2 separate regions of the Zea mays genome follow, and region 1 is linked to region 2. Evidence: chromatin contacts called from public Hi-C data. All regions are on one chromosome and are shown on one strand. Each heading gives the region's core, a stretch centred on a gene start, on an enhancer-like site or on the middle of the called end of the contact. The rest is flanking DNA. Distances are from core to core; before and after follow the strand shown. Region 1 holds the start of LOC103637728 (probable xyloglucan endotransglucosylase/hydrolase protein 27). Region 2 holds the start of LOC100272484 (Protein HAIKU1).

Region 1 (2,700 bases), core at 159-2,658, 310 kb after region 2:
GATACTAGTATCTAGTACTACTTAAAAGAGCTCAACCAAACAAAAGTATTGATATCCATTATCCTATATAACCCGTTTGTGTTATATTTTGGCGAACCAAATACCACAATTTTAGGTAGGCATGGATAACCCTTTTGGGTCGTTGTCACAGAAAACGGAAGAAAAAAACCCAATATCTAGATAGTTTTTTTGCAACCACTCTTTTCTTTCCACGGCGTACTAGCTAGGGTACTTTCTGGTAACCAACTTGTGTAGTAGGCACGCCACACGCTTCGTGTAAGCAAGTGGCCCGGTGCACACATCTATATCAACACATTACTGTGTGTATATTTACACATGCATCTATTCATTATTATTTATTGGGGAATTTATTAATTAGCAATGTGTGGTATGGAAGAAGCCTTTAATTATTATTTTTTAAAATTAAAAATGGGCTTCATAGCTTTTATAAGAAGTATATGTAGGCACTCGTCAAATTCCACATAAAAACTTTAGACTATGTATATGTACGGATGAAGAAATCAATTAACATCGATCGAGGAGCAAGTCATCCTGAGAACTTTTGCTCCATGCCGCAGTTAGTCTTACTATTTGACATCATCAACCGCGACATATAATTAAGCATCTAGACAGGGATATATATCGATCGATAATGGAATTATTCGAGGTACGGTGGAGATAAGAACGAAGCGTCTTACGTAGAAGGCGACGACGACACCGGCGGTGTGATGGTCGGGCAGCTTGATGGAAGCGCTGAAGAATCCATGGTGGTAAGACGATCGGGACACGAACCCGGAGCCTGGCGGTGCATGGGCATCATGATTGGTGAATCAACAAGAAGCTACTAGAAGAAACCCGAATGGAGAAGAAGAGGAGGAAGAAACAAATTTGAAGAGCGGGGACGCAGTAGCTAGAGCTAGCTAGCTAGGTAGGTAGCTGCAGAGGATTATTCCTTCTGTACGTCTTACCGGTGTGGCGGTCAAGTTTGAGGCGGACGGAGCGGCCGCCGGGCGACGGTACTAGGTTGCCGCCGCCGAACAGCGGCATGTAGCCGGCTTCGAACAACGTCACCGGCGACGACGCGGCCGCGAGAGCCGCCGCCCAGCTGAGCATCAGGACGGCGAGAGCAGCACTCGATGATGCCATGGCTGCTAGCGACCGTATCCCGCCCGACTAGCGCACACGTCCTATATATATATATGCCCAGCAAGGAGTCAAGCCCCTGACAGGTTGCATACATTTGCTAGCTATAAGGCTAGGGAAGCAAGCAAGAGCTACCACGGCCTCGCGCTCTGACTTGTTGCTTCGTCCTTGTGTCGTACCAGTACCAAGAGTAGAGACAAAGCGACGATGCAGCTTCATTTTCAAGTTTCGCCCCCATTGATTTGTTCGTATTGGGGATAGCTGGAATGAAGCCTTTGATTTTTGAAATTGTTGAGCACCAGATTTGGTACCTCGACGGCCGGACGGTCGGGCCATGTGGCCCAAACAATCCGAACGCCGAATGGTCGTCCACGGAAACTGTTGGAAACTTACTAGTAACGGGTTTAAACTCTCCCCCTCTCTATATATGAAGGGTTACGACCGATTGAAACATATAACAATCGATCTATTAATCCAATTTTAACTTATGTATGAGGAGTATGAGTAATTTAGCCATAGGGTCTCTTTGCTTGGGCTGTGGCTGTAAAAAAACTGTTGTGGGATGTGAGCTGTGAAAAAAGCTGTTGTGGGCTGTGAGCTGTTAAAAAACTAAAAACCGTTTGGTCGAAACTTAAATTCTTCGATATATGTTTTCACAGTTTCATTTGAAAGCCACTAAAAGCAGGACCAGGGGTGCTTTCAATTTTGCACTGCGAGAAAGTCGACTTTTAGAAAAAAACTGCTTTCTGGATCCAGTCCTTTAGTTTGGCTTTTGGTTTTTAAGGGACAAAAGTCAAACCAAACACACCCTTAGTATTAGTATTCTTCGACCTAAATCTTCACCTCTCTTGGGCTATACGTCGTTTAAAGACGTCTTAGGTGGCCTGCTGGTCACAAGACAACCTTAAGATCTTTCCTCCTCGATGGGTCCCTCCCGGGAGGCCAGATCCAGATTATGCAGAAGATTCACAAAGCCCTTTGCGCCCTTGCGGATAGTCTGTCGCCTATACGCAGACAGTTCATGTGCCCACGAGAAGAGCAGAGCTCTCTACGCAGAGTCGCAAATAGTTCACGCTCTCGCAGAGAGATCCACAAGGTCTCGTTCCCCACAAGCAGGATCTAAGGATCGTTGTTGTTTGGTATAAAAAGGTGTCAACACACTTTTTGGCGCTCGGGGAGGGATGACTACCTTTTAGATCTATTAGATTGGCCTCAATGGCCGGTTCTAAGGACCGTACCAACGTCACCCTAGGTAACATTGTCAGGGCAACTATGGATTCTAGCCATCATGGAACAACAGCGATTCGAGGATCTCTTGAAGCAATGGAATGACGATGCGCCCAACTGCACGAAGAAGCGAAGTAGAGATTCTTGTCACACTTCACGGCAGATAGACACAAGAAGATAGTCAAGCAAGGAAAGATCAAGCTCGACTCCTTTATACCTTCATTCCACGATAGCAATGTAGGTAATTCTGGTGATCAATCTATTAAGCATTCTGTGGAATTACAATGAGATTAGTCGGAACAACTTATAGGAGGAATAGAAGAAACACTA
Region 2 (2,700 bases), core at 161-2,660:
CAATTACAGATTTCCAAGCCTAGTCACTCGAGAATCTAAAGTAGAACATGTCCAGAATTTGCATCTAAGAGAAGTGAATGAATTGAAATATTTCACAGTTATACAATTACAAATATATAACAAATCTCCTTTTACATACCGACTAATCAACCACAGCACAGAAGCAGTAAGTAGCAGCAATAAATATGGGAGTCCAAAGTTACAACCCACCTGTGTGTTTCTCCAGCCAAATCCGGCGGACGACCCAACCGACCTCACCGTGGCTACGTCCCTACCGTCAAATGTTACACGGCCGCCTTGCTCAAGAGGGGCAGCTGCTGTGGAAAACACAGACTTGCTATATATCTCTCCACCTTGGGCTAAGGCTCGGCAAGAAGCCTGATGGAGAAAGGAGCCCAGACGGCGACTGCGGGAACCAGAGACCCGGCGACGGCGGCGGCGGCATGGGTCCTGGGCCAAGGATGCCGGTCCCCGCCAACGGAGACAGCGCGGGGAAGTTCGGCGTGAGCGGCGGCGGGTGCTGAAACCCTGGCGAGAGTAGCGGATAAGGTGACCTGGGCGTGGGCGAGAGCAGGTTGAGGAAGCTGCTTGGGGAAGGGAGTATCCCAGGCGACGGTACAGGCGGGGGATGAGGATGTGAAGGCTGGTGGTGAGGGTGTGGCAGCTGTCCCGCAGCTGCAGCTGCAGCCGCCGCCGCCGCGGCAGCGGCTCCCGGTGGGGTGGCGCTGAAGAGGGAGTTCTCGAGGATGCGCATGTACGCTGAGACTGGGGAATCAGCCCAGGCAGGGCCGGGAGCGGGCATGTGCTGTGCTTGGGGCTGCGGCGGCGGCGGACGGTGGAAGACGGGGTAGTTGTGGTTAGGGTTGTGGGGGACGGCGTGGTGGTTGGGATGGACGGGCGGGGGCCGGGCGACGGGGGTTGCGATGGGGGGCGGGCGGATCCTCTGGAGGCGCATGGAGGGTGTCTTGGGCTGCGGCTGCGGCGGGCGGTGGGCGAGCTGGTGGTGGTGCTGCGGCGGCGGTGGGGACGGGGTACCGGCGGTGAGCTGCTGGACGATGTCGCGGAACTGGTTCTTGCTGATGTTGTAGACCTGCGGCTGGGGCTGGGGAGGGCGGTTTGCGGCGGGCTGTGGCTGCGGGGGCGGCGGCGGCGTGGCCTTGCGGATGGAGCGGCCGAGCTTGTTGACGCCGAGGTGCGGGTTCTGGCTGCCGGCGGAGGTGGTGCTACTGGCACTGCTGCTGTTGTTGGAGGTGGTGCGATCCATGGGAACGGGTCGGGGGTGAGGACTAGGAGCCGATTGATTGGGTGGTCAATTTTGGGAGGAGCAGGGAGATGAGGGCATGGGCGCGGTCCGCGGCGAGTTGATTGGGCTGGGTGTGGCGTAAGCGGAGGGGGAGGGGGCGGTGGACGGGACGAGCACGGAAGAGGAGGGGAGCAAGTGGAGGAGCGAGCGCGGAGTAGGTTGCTTTGCTTCAGGGGCGAGGGAGACCAGCTCGGTTGATTCGCGTCTTTGCCGCTGCCCACTGGCCACTGCCGCCGTCCGCCGATGGATCGAGTGGCAGACTAGCTGCCGGCCAGCAATTCCGTTTGTCCACTACGATTCCATTTGCTCCGCAGCAATACGTATTTTGGTGTCTGGACTTTTTGCATTTCTTCAACTTCACCCAGCTTTTGCCCTGCACTTTCCTGTAACTATCAGCAGCAACCCATGAGTTATGGCGTGATGATGATGGAGGTTAGTGACCATGAGCAACAGGCAACAGCGAGTATTACGGAAATGTTTACATGACTACGATTTCGTTGCCGCATGCTCAATGCTGAGGTGTTGCTGACCAATTCGCTGAATTCTCTACGGCACATCGCATTTATCAGGTATTTATTAATACTGTCAGTGGGGCTCAAGATGAGACTTTTAGCCCGGCCTGCATTCATTCTAAATTTTGTCTCTTCCAAACCTCTAAAATTTATAGTACTGATTAGGAGCTAAAATTAGCTATTTTTTAGCAGATCAGCTAATGTACGAGCTAATTCATAGTTATGCCTCTTAAACATTTGGTAGTTGCTCTGACCCAGTTAAAATCAATTAACAACTTATTTGAGATAACAATTGGCTATAAAGGTTCGGAACAGAGAGTCTATACTTTCTAAATCATTATCTAAAAATTAATTTTGAATAAAAATATGTTTATACTTTTATGTTGAGTAGATTTTTTTATAACTCGTGCTATAGAGAGTATATCTTCAATCTCTATTTTTCTAGACACAAATAAATATATATATATATATATTTATATTTGATCATCTAATTAAATAGGCAGTTAGACAATCAAAATCTCAAAAACTATAAAGAATATAAAAAACTTTGCTTTTATTCGACTAATAATATTATTAATTCTGATGTTGTCTTGTTACCTCCATGGCGAGTGTGTGTCGCGCTAGCAGCATGCATGTCGGCATGCTAGCAGCCCACCTTCTCCTCGCTTGGTATCGTTGAGAACCAAATTGATCTTAGTATCGTTGAGCACCAAATTGACCTAAGTATTGTTGAGCACCAAATTGATCATGCGGACACTCCGCGGTCTGGATGGTTCACCGTTATGGCACGAACCGTTCGCGCGCGCAGAGCCAGTTAGAGTTCTAAATTTCTTGCGGGATTTGTTAGCTAAATCCGTGGAATTAGCTTGGGAGACGGTTTGTAAC

Evidence for each region. A called contact is a pair of places that touch in the nucleus more often than the background predicts.
Region 1: a Hi-C map of leaf shows a contact between it and region 2, with 6 times the contacts expected there. The contact joins the promoter of LOC103637728 here to the promoter of LOC100272484 in region 2. A contact is called at or near these places in 2 of 25 Hi-C or Micro-C datasets (bundle sheath and leaf).

The regions. Positions count from the first base shown.
Region 1 is chr1:104,947,298-104,949,997 of Zm-B73-REFERENCE-NAM-5.0, forward strand. It overlaps LOC103637728 (probable xyloglucan endotransglucosylase/hydrolase protein 27), which reads right to left and starts at 1,409. Exons shown (of 4, transcript XM_035964065.1): 1 at 1,279-1,409; 2 at 969-1,187; 3 at 699-799. The coding sequence starts at 1,146.
Region 2 is chr1:104,633,806-104,636,505 of Zm-B73-REFERENCE-NAM-5.0, forward strand. It overlaps LOC100272484 (Protein HAIKU1), which reads right to left and starts at 1,411. Exons shown (of 1, transcript NM_001146955.1): 1 at 80-1,411. The coding sequence starts at 1,264. The coding sequence ends at 338.